Regions from separate parts of the Mus musculus genome. Here all the other regions are linked to region 2. A link is a contact called in public promoter capture Hi-C data. All regions are on one chromosome and are shown on one strand. Each heading gives the region's core, a stretch centred on a gene start, on an enhancer-like site or on the middle of the called end of the contact. The rest is flanking DNA. Distances are from core to core; before and after follow the strand shown. Region 1 holds the start of Tmprss11b (transmembrane protease, serine 11B). Region 2 holds the start of Uba6 (ubiquitin-like modifier activating enzyme 6). Region 3 holds the start of Tmprss11f (transmembrane protease, serine 11f).

The links. Promoter capture Hi-C pulls out the DNA fragments that hold promoters and counts their contacts.
Region 1: a contact with region 2 is called in a promoter capture Hi-C map of 3T3-L1-derived adipocytes, with 2.5 times the contacts expected there. The contact joins the promoter of Tmprss11b here to the promoter of Uba6 in region 2. A contact is called at or near these places in 6 of 39 promoter capture datasets (the 3T3-L1 cell line, 3T3-L1-derived adipocytes, the SN4741 cell line and 3 more) and 4 of 484 Hi-C or Micro-C datasets (3T3-L1-derived adipocytes, the STO cell line, cortical neurons and 1 more).
Region 3: a promoter capture Hi-C map of the SN4741 cell line shows a contact between it and region 2, with 3 times the contacts expected there. The contact joins the promoter of Tmprss11f here to the promoter of Uba6 in region 2. A contact is called at or near these places in 4 of 39 promoter capture datasets (the 3T3-L1 cell line, 3T3-L1-derived adipocytes, the SN4741 cell line and 1 more) and 3 of 484 Hi-C or Micro-C datasets (adipose-derived mesenchymal stem cells, differentiating embryonic stem cells and forebrain).

What each region holds. Positions count from the first base shown.
Region 1 is chr5:86,674,210-86,677,920 of GRCm38.p6, reverse strand. Tmprss11b (transmembrane protease, serine 11B) reads left to right here and starts at 1,623. Exons shown (of 10, transcript NM_177024.4): 1 at 1,623-1,652. The coding sequence starts at 1,645.
Region 2 is chr5:86,170,331-86,174,105 of GRCm38.p6, reverse strand. It overlaps Uba6 (ubiquitin-like modifier activating enzyme 6), which reads left to right and starts at 1,363. Exons shown (of 33, transcript NM_172712.2): 1 at 1,363-1,438; 2 at 3,489-3,551. The coding sequence starts at 1,368.
Region 3 is chr5:86,630,849-86,634,276 of GRCm38.p6, reverse strand. Tmprss11f (transmembrane protease, serine 11f) reads left to right here and starts at 1,853. Exons shown (of 11, transcript NM_178730.3): 1 at 1,853-1,953.

The DNA.
Region 1 (3,711 bases), core at 374-2,873, 500 kb before region 2:
ACAGCACTAGTTGGAGACTTCAGAACCAGTTACAAGACAGTCAAGGATACACAGAGAAACCCTACTCCGAAAAACTAAAAACAAACAAACAAAACAAAAAAACCAAAACAAGACAAAAACCAATTATCCTGGGCACTGTGACAAGCACTTGTTAGTTGATATAATAGTTTCCCAAGCATGGTCCTGCTGGCCCACACATCTTTACCTATGGGAATGCTCAAGGTCAAAAGATTTATGTCAAACAGCTAGTTGTCACTCAGACTATCATTGAAGCAAAGATCATGTCTTCTCCATTATATCATGCTATTATATGGATAAAGAGAGATTGTGTTGTAGATGATGTAGAGGAATATATCTTGAGACACAATCTCTCACTGAACCTGAAGGTTGCCATTTCAGCTAACCTGGCAGGCCAGAGACTCAAGGGACCCACCTGTTCCCACCCTACTAATGTTTAGGTCACAAGCATGCTGCTGTGTCTGGATTTTATGTGTGTTCTGAAGGCCCCACCTCAGATTCTAATGCTTGTATGACAAGCACATTATCACTTAGGTTATTGTCTCAGGCACTAATTTTTTTAAAAAATGAAAGTGTCCCATATAAGTGATAGTACAGCAAACCACAGCAGTTACATCATTATTCTGGTCTTTGCTCAAAGCTTGATCTTCTAGGTTCATCTGACTACTCTATAGCTAGCCACCCTAGCCACCTCATTTTCCATTTTTTACTCAACTATCTGGCTTTATTTTCTTTCTAGCACTGTTAAATCTGTTATTAATGTATACATTCACTACTCTATATTTGTTGGTCCTTCCCATTAGTGTATAAGGGTATATCACTATTTCTGGAAACACTATGAAACCCCAGGAAGTATGTAAAATACTAACTTTATGAGAACATATAGAAATGTGTTCTTCAAGACATCAAAAATAGTCACAAGCACCAAGGTAGTTGTATTACAAATACAAAAATGGCTCCCTGAGCTCTGTTTTTATAAGAACTTAGTGTGTCACTCAAAAACCTAATATGTCTTTGTTTGGTAAAAGATCTCTCAGCTGCTTAGTTAGTTCATTCCATTTTCTGTACAAAGAACCATCAAAGCAAAGTACTTTGTTTTTCTAAACCCTACTTTTCACCTGTAATTTCACCCCTATAACAGCTTTCACTGATTCCCATGGGACTCTAAGTTAAGCACATTTCAAATGACTTAGGCTCTCATAAGTGTGTTTATCCTAAAAGACACAACTTAACAGTTAAGTAACTTGTCAGATACGTGTTAGTTTCTCCGGGGAGAGTCTCTGTGCTGAGAGGATGGATAGCTCCTGAGTCAGAGCACTGATTCACTTTAGTGTGACAGTAGTTTTGGGTGGGTCTTTCTGATGACCAAGTTATACCATTGTTTGTATTCTAGATTTCAAATTCAAAGACAAGCTTTGTTATTTCCTCTAAGCTACAGATCCTCAGTTGTTACCACACCTGTTAAACAAGTTTTTTTTTTTTTAAATGTCTTTCTGCTATTGTACCAGCCCTTAAAATCTCAAATATCCTTGTAGCTAGCACATTTACCCGAGAACCAATATCAACACGTAAGGAGTTCAGAAGTTCCCTCTGCATTAATATCAGCCACCAGTGTATCAGCACGTTATGTACAGGTAAGTGCCTGTCTAACCTTCTGACAAAATAGAATTTCACAGTCTCCTCCATTTGAGTCTCATTTTAAGGACTGTGGCAAAAATAACTGTGTCTAGGTGGTGAATGTATAGTGATTTCACAGCCCTTTGGAACTTCAGTATGGAGACATATTGTCACAAAGATACATTTGTGTTTGCAATCTCAGGTGTTAAGCCCCAGTTTGAGGGGTGCTTCAAAAGAGGGGCGTGTAACTTCACACTGAGTGGGTGAAAAATGTGACAACCGTGTGACTGTTGTCTAGTAGAGAGAGGCAGTAGCAGAGACATTTTATTTCCTTGTGAGTTAAATACGAAATGGTGCTTAGGAAGGATAATGATAATGGTCTCTGCAGTTGTTTAAAAGTTCAGGCTTTCTACCATAAACTAAAAATATTGTCTTGGATTGCACAGTATTACTACTCCATGGGTGTTATCTATAAAGATGTAAATGTATATCTTACATAAATATTGTTATAAATATATATTATTACATTTATATATTTAGGTCAATGAGAGCCCACAAGACACATCTATATTGGAAATAGCCAGCATTACTCTAAATGTATTACTAGAATGGATATACTCATTTGTGATAGAACATACTAACAGCATCTTTCTTGACTTAGAGGTTTATTGTGTGATTTTGTTGTGTATTAAAGATGTTATTTTATTTATGACCTTAATTTTTCCTAGTTTCAACATTTCTGATGTAAACTAAAAGATCCATTAGGCAGGCAAATTTAAGTTTAAAAAGTCCTGTATGACTGGAATTTTGTTTGTTTGATTTCTGTAAATGGTCATTACCTATATTCTGGTGCATGATAGATTATATCTGCGGAGCATTTCACATTGTTATCGTTCTCCATTATTAGTTTACACCTGCGTGAGGTCTTAGGTTGAGAGAAAGGTAAAAGGATTGAACTACAGTTTCAAAAAATGTGAGTTGCCTAGGCAAGGCTCAAGCCCTGATTCTGGAATCAGCTTCTCAGAGTAAGACACTGAGCCCATTCCGTTCCTGAGCTAGGCAGGATTAGGACATGTGGTTGATTGCACTGGCGGCTTTCAGGAGGCTTTGATGAACTTTTGGATGCATGTAGGTGCTTGAATGATGACTGGTTTCACGGAGTGAAAATAACATCAGATGGATTGCAAAACCCAATGTTATCATTTTCAATGCTTCCTTAGCACTAGGGACAGGCTGTAGACTAGAAAGAAAATCCGGTTTGCAGTCTTGTGAACGTCATCTTGAAGCATCTCTTATGAGATTTTCCTAAAGAATATATGGGGGGATATCAGGAACTGGCTAACAGGGGAACGATTTTTCTCCTGTGCTTGAGAAGTTTCCTTGTGAACATTAGCATTTATTTAATCATCTATGATAGATTATAGTTTGGGATGTTTTTAGGTTCTTGCAAAAGAAAACTAAAACTCAGGAAAAAAAATCTGGACTGTGACATGAAATTATCTAGATGGAAGGTGGGTAGGGAGTGAAATGTAAAACCCTGTGTCCTGTAGTAACTTCAAAGATCAGTAAGCAGCAAGCTGTTTCAATTCCTTTTCTTCAAACGAAAGCCTAAATGAACACTAACAATTTTTGTTTGGCAAAAGTTTAATAAAAGTAAATACTTTGTGTTTTTATTAGACTATACAAAGTGAGATAGAAATTTGAAATGTCTCTCTATTGTACAAAAAACTTTTCTGAACGAAAAGTCTCTAAACAAAATTAGTTGAAAGTAGAGATATAGACATGAATCCCCAATTAAGAGAGAAGTAGAAAGATAATAATTTATAAAAGTTCATGGAAGACAAACCAACAAAGGGTGTGGATTGAGACTAGGAACCCTTCAGTGAGAGACACTTTGCTGGAGCTGAGGTAAGTGGTCACTCAGTAGACAAGATTGCTGGTCTCCCAACAACTGGAGCAAGGTGGGCATGGGTGTAGGATGTGGGGTGTGGGGATGTGTGTAAATCCCTCTTCTCAGAGATTTGTCGGGGAGGATCTTTGTATGAAGGGGGTATTGGGTCTCATATTGGGATGTAA
Region 2 (3,775 bases), core at 114-2,613:
ACTCCCTGGGGCCTCAAGTCTCTCACTCAGACCAGACCTGGCAGTCCTCTGCTGTACATGTGTCAAGGGCCTCAAGCTAGTGTATGCTGCCTGGTTGGGAGCCACATTTTTTTTTTTTTTTTCAATCAAGCCATACAACAGGGACAGATAGTTTTTAAGTTAGAAAAGTTTCCCTTAAATCCATGGTCTCCTTGGACTAAGGAAATAAAAATTTATTTTCCCTAATAGCAGTAACAGATACAGAAAAAGTCAAGACACAAAGCTAGTAAAAAATATAAAAACATGCTTTAACATACAGCAAAGTTCCTCTGCCCGGAGAAGCTACTGTGTTCTCACTGATAATGCTGTGACTCTTTCATACAACTTCTCGTGCTGTGGTGACCACCAACCCTAAAATCATTTTTGTGATTTCAAGACAATTTTGAAGTAAAACCTGTTATACTTTACAGAACGCTGCCCTATGTCTATAATCAAACACGGATTTTTAAAATTGGGCTAGTGTTTCGTCAAACACATCACCAGTTAGAAAGATTCTTAATAGCTGGGCGTGGTGGCACACACTTAATCCCAGCACTTGGGAGGAAGAGGCAGAGGCAGGCAGATTTCTGAGTTCGAGGCCAGCCTGGTCTACAGAGTGAGCTCCAGGACAGCCAGGGCTGCACAAAGAAACCCTGTCTCGAAAAAAAACAACAACAAAGATTCTTAATTGTACTGTGTGTACACAATTGTTTTCTAAAAATGGTAAAATGAGAATGAATGAAAAAAAAGAATTAGATGAGAAATCGGCAATCAGAGAACTGGTAATATGAGTTACTGGCTGTATGTCTTTGATCATATCATTTGAGTTCCTTGTTTTTCCTCCCTTAAAATGAAAGTGCCAAATTTTACAGCTCTTTTTAGTCACTTGACTACAGAGATCAGTAATAGATGTTCAAAACAATTTAAATGGAATCTTTAAGTGGAATCCCAGCCTGGAAATGTCCTCTTTTTGTTGTTGTTGTTCAGAAAAGCGATCTCCTCAAGGCACTGTAACAGTTCTGGATTTGCAAGGCAACAGCATCTGGTAGCTGTCGAGCCCCCTGGAGCGGTACGCTCTCACAGCCGGAAGTGACGCGTTTTGGTTCCGCGTTTGCCCTCAGCGCTCAGCAGCCTTCACGTAGGCACTCCCCTCACCTGCAAGGAAGCGCGCCCCGTTGCCCCGCCCCAACCGGAAGTCAGGTGTCCCAGGGGCTGACTGGAAACCCTGTCCTGGGCGTACTTTTCCCCAGCTCCTCCCCCTGGTGACGTCGCCGCCCGCCCCTTGACCCTCGCGGCCCCGCCCCCTCGCCTGCCTCCCCGCCTCGCTGCAGTCAGTCTGTCGGAAGGCGATGGAGCGGTCCGAGCCGTTGGCTGTGCTTTCCTGTGAAGAGGCGTCCTGCTCCTCCTGGGGAGCCTGCGGGTGAGAGGCCTGGCCCGGGGCAGGCTGGGCGGGAAGGAGCGGAGGAACGCCGACGCGGGCTCCGTTCTCGCGTTCCGGCGGCTCGGAGCGCGCGGAGGCCACGGGGCCGCGCGGAGCCACAGGGAGCTAGCGAGGTGGCGAACGAGCGAGCGAGCCGGCGGGCGGTGGGTGTGGCGGCGTGGGCGCTGCCCTCGCTGCTCCAGCTCCGCTCCTCTGAGGAGACCGGCTCTTCCCGGGTCGGGTCCAGCATCCTTCCCTCAGGTCACTACTTCTGAGCGGCCAGTCATTCAGGAGAGGGTTGTGGCCCCTGTTGCTTGGCACACTTCCTTCAGCGCCACGGAGCACTATCCTCCTCCAGCCGTGCTCCTTAGGAAAACTGTTCTTGAGAGCTCAAGTCAGGATGAATCCGTTGCAGTGTGGACACCCCGAGAATCCTCTCTGTTTACTACGGGGGTGTTGGAGCGCGGGGCGGGGCCCAAGGTTCCTAGGATTATTTCCCGCTGAGGATCTTGGAGTTTTTCTTTCTCAGCCTGCAAAAATTCCGGGGTTGGGGTCCTGGTATACTCTCTCCAGTGTTTGCGTTAGTTCTCTTTTGGTCATCTTACAGTTAAGAAAGCCCCGCTTGTATCCTACCCAGTATATGACTATTACATACCAAATATAGAAGTGATGGATTTCTTACGTTACTAGCTTTACATTGCACATTGAGACATATACTTCAAGGACTGGATGGAAGTATTGTCTGCCCTGGCCAATGCTGCCAAAATCGACTTAAGAAATATTATTGAATACAAATATCTGCCCCTTAGTTGCTCTTACAGATGATTTGTTATTGTTGTTGTTGTTGTTGTTGTTGTTATTATTATTATTATTATTATTATATTGATTCTGAGGCTGGCTCCAAGTTTGCCAAAGATGGCTTCCTCCCTCCTCGTCTGAATTTCTGAGATTACAAGTATGTGCAATCAGGCGTGACTGTTTTTGAACATATTCTCGAAACAATCATTGAGACAGAGCTTTTTAAGTGTTGGCCATAGCCATTAAGCGGCTGAGCATAACCCCGTTCTCATTTTTAGTCAGAACTTTAATCCACCTAAGTCATTGTGTGTAACATAGAATAGCAAGTGCAATAAAGTGTGTAAAATAGAAACAAAATGATAGGATACTACAGGTTTATATATAGTTTTAGTATATGTTGTGTGAATATGCTGACTTTATTATATGAGGTGCTTACAGTGCAGTTAGTGTCTGGTTGCTCTAAAAATCTCAACAGCAAGCACTGCACATAGCAACAGTTAGTGAAATTAACTTCAACACATTTTAAAACTCTAAGGAAGATGATACCTAAGAAAACATACATTTTGTATGGAAGGACCTTGTCTAAGGGTTTCTATTCTTTTTTGGTTTTTCGAGACAGGGTTTCTCTGAATAGCCCTGGCTGTCCTGGAGCTCACTTTGTAGACCAGGCTGGCCTCCAACTCAGAAATCCGCCTGCCTCTGCCTCCCGAGTGCTGGGACTAAAGGCGTGCGCCACCACGCCCGGCTAAGGGTTTCTATTCTTGTACAAAACCATGACCAAGAAGCAAGTTGGGGAGGAAACGGTTTATTCAGCTTACGCTTCTCATATTGCTGTTGATCACCAAAGGAAGTCAGGACTGGAATTCAAGCAGGTCAGGAAGCAGGAGCTGATGCAGAGGCCATGGAGGGATGTTCCTTACTGGCCTGCTTCCCCTGGCTTGCTCAGCCTGCTCTCTTATAGAACCCAAGACTACCAGCCCAGGGATGGCACCACCCACTAGGGGCCCTCCCCCTTTGATCACCAACTGAGAAAATGACCCATAGCTGGATCTCATGGAGGCACTTCCCCAACTGAAGCTCCTTTCTCTGTGATAACTCTAGCCTGTGTCAAGTTGACACACAAAACCAGCCAGTACAGACCTTTAGTAACTTGGGAATCTTGTTTCATGCACAATTGAATTTCACATTATAGAGTATGAATAATTAAAACCCATATTTGCTGTTTAATAGTTTGGGTTTTTTTCCCCCCTAGTGCAAGTAAAAATTTACCTACCATGACAACAGAATCTTTGGAAATCGATGATGGATTATACAGGTAAGAACTTCAGAGACTAAAACCCACCTTTTATAATGGTTAGTATAGAATCTCATAGTCTTTTTTGATGGCTATACCTGTGAAGAATTTCATATGGATATCCTACAAGTTCTTTTAAATTAAAATTGAGATTTTTGTGGGATTTTCTCACGTTATATATAGTATGAAAGTTTTAGCATGTAATTTTACTCTCTAATAAGAAAGTAAATGTCTTGAGTTTAGAA
Region 3 (3,428 bases), core at 604-3,103, 460 kb before region 2:
GAAGTAATGTTTCAAACACCTAATCTGAATGCTGCTTGCTAAGGTGCTGGGGACCTAAGCACTCTTAGTGAACAGAATTAAATGAATACATATAGACACACATGGAACTGTACATGTGCATGCACATGTTTATTTCCATCTTTCTTCTGTGTAGATACCTTCCTTTTCCCATCTACACAGGCCTTGTTTTAGACTGCCTCATATTGGTAGCTACTGTTATCGGCACCAAGTAATTAATGCATTTTAGAGTGAGTTGTGTGTGAGGTGGAAGGAAGGAAACACACAATCAGGGGAGGGCAAGGCCAGACTCAACAAACATTCATGTTGTTTCTTAAAACTTAGAAGTCTGAGAAGAGAGTCTGTTCTTCTTTTGGCAGAATTTGAAGCTGTCTTCTCTCAGACCCAAGAACAATTGTTATGGAGTGGCTAAGGATTCTCCACACTCTTCTCACAACCAATGGGTAAGGAAAATGAAACTTACTGAGACTGGCTAAGGTGATGGAGAAGTAGTCGTGAAATTGGTAGAGAAGACAATTACTTATTACATTAGTGACAGGAGGTTTAAGGGGCAATTTGAAACATAAGTGAAAATGTTGAGTGAGATTTCTATGTACAAGCCTAGAGCTCAGGAAGATGTCAGGAATGAAAACATCATTTGACAGTCATGAACAGATAACATTTTAAACAAAGGAAGTGGATTAGAATAAATGTGACAAAGAAGAGACATGAACGACAAACTCAAAGAATTCGAAGGATTTCCTAGGTGGACAGAGGTGGAGGATCAGGAAAGGTCTTCGAAATGTTGGGTCATAATGAAAATTTTAAGGTGTTTCATGACTCATCTCTTTCATCTGCCAAGTACTAGTTAAATCACCACCACAAAAGCTACAGTGATAACATAGTAGACCATAGCTTAAGATTATCTTCATTGATAATTATCAACACTTTAAAGCCAAGGTCTACTTATAATTTTTCTCTTGGGATATTTGTTCATTGTCCCTTTGAATTAGATGCAGGATCAAATACTGAAGATGTATCTAACACTTTAATTTATGTCAAGCAAATAACCACTCAGGTTTTTAGATGGTTGGTTCCCATAGTCGTTTGTTTTGTGTCACGGACTGAATTATTCACAAAGCAAAGAAATTTATTGCTCATTGCTATACACAGATGTCTAAAAGCAAAAGTATGGCTGTTGGTAGATTTTCTATGGCCCAGTGGATGGCTCCATTCCTATTCATGCATGGACAGCACTAATTGAACTTAGTGAGTTGTTAAAGAATAAATAAGAAGTGGTTAGGGAGGGGCCATAGTGAGATGATATGAAGGGAATTAAGGAAGATGGGGGGGGGGTTGATCATTTTTCATTGTATAAATGTATTTAATTCTTACAATTAAAGAAAATGATAGACAATAAAATGTAGCCAAATCAAGGTGTTACTTCTGAGGAAGACTTCTTGCTGACGCTGTTTTGGAGTATTTCCAGAAATATTGATACTCCATCTTTGATCAGTTTTTGCTTTTGATGAGCTTAGGGACTGAACAAATTACATAACGCACACATAAAACGAGTCCAGTGTTTCCTATCTATATTTTGAAAGTTGTAAAACCTGACGGGTTATTTGCTATTCTGGAGCCATCTGGCAAAGAGCCATAAATAATGACAGTGGTACTTACAGGCTGGTAGATGAATGTCTCAATTGAGCAGCAGTTGATTGTAGCCTGAACTTATGATTGGCTAAGGAAAGATGACGTGACTTGGCTTCCAGGCAAGAGCCCTTTTGATTGACTCGTAATCCATGGCTGAGTCAGAGGTAAAGGGTTAAGTCTAAGAACAGAAGGGTGTGTGTATGTCTTTGTCTGTTTTGGATCTCAGAAAAAAGATTCCAGTGTCATTTTCAACAACTGCAAACTGAAGAAGCACATGCTATGTGAGGAAGGAACAATTTCAAGGTAATAAACCAAAAGGTATGGCAAATGGTACAGGGATTAGTGCATGCGCTAAAATTCGCTTGTGTTTTCTCTCTTACGCTTCGTGTTAGTTTCTTAGGGCTGTGATTTTAGAAACTCTTAGGATTAGTTTAAAAATGTTGGTGAAAAATTTTTCTGCTCAAATATTAATGAATAATTTTATGCTTTAATTTATTGTTAACAAATTTACTTTCAGTAAATTAAGAAATATCTGGAAACATTTGTATTATCGTATATGAACTGTTTCATTCACTGCTTCTCAAACTTGTCCCATATGCCTCTGAGGAGCCCTGAGACTCTTCATGGGTTGCTGAAGTTGAAACTATTTTACAGAAACAAAAATTCCAGTCTCTACTTTTACTGTATTTGCAAAACCAGCAATTAATAAAAACAATTTTACTGTGTCAGAATCAGAACAGGGACATTAAACAAATATACAAACAAAAATCAAAACCAGCTTCCTGGAGGACTGACTGCTACTCACAAAGCAGTACAGGTTTGAATTTATTAATATTGACCATGGGTTTAGATATTGACGAATGGCCTGGGTGACAAAATGAGAAGCATGTGGGGATATACTAAAGAATATCCTAAAGTACAATGAGTATGCAAAAAATATTGATGAGGTGCAGATATTCAGACTTACATTTATATAAGACAATTTGTTAGAAGTCAGGTAAGTGAGTTTCTCACTTTGATGAGCAATAAGACTTGAACTCTGAAGTAAAAATAAGAAAATTTAAAGCTTGTAAGCTTGACTGTTCCTCGACTTAGAATTTTACAGAATGAATTTGGTTGTGATGTTATAATAGATTTTATATAATGAAATATGTCACTATTTAGAACAGCTTGCATGCCTATGTGAATATTATAAAATCAGGCACAATACAAGAACCAACCATGTATGCAGAACCAGTGAGTTTTAGTATAACACAATAAGGCACCACAATTTATTCTATTAATAACTGTTAAGAAATGAATACCTTTCAAAGTTTAGGGAGAACTGAAGCATGCCCTATTAGTTTGAAAATGAAATCCATTAGTTTTGGGAAAACTTAATTTTAAAAAATGAAAGAGATACTTTAAGTTATTTTGTAGCATGACCTTGAACAAATTAATTGGTACTGTAACTTTCTTGTTTAAATTCCTAATGTAGTAAATGTTGTTGATTCCTAATATAGCAAATAATTCAATGAATTTCAATAGTATAAACATGTCTTAACATCAAATCATGTGAAAAAAAATTAGGCTTAATATTTTACTAAAGAAAAGTCAGGCATAAAAGAACCATGTAATGATAGGGTGTTGATATATCATTCCTACAGCTAGAATCAAAATATATACAAGCCCACAGAAGTGCTGCTGTTCTTTTTCACCCAGTGACTCAACACATCTGGTATTCAGCATCCTGATGATGCATGTGATGACTATGCAGGCCAGAGGGTTCAAAGGCTGTA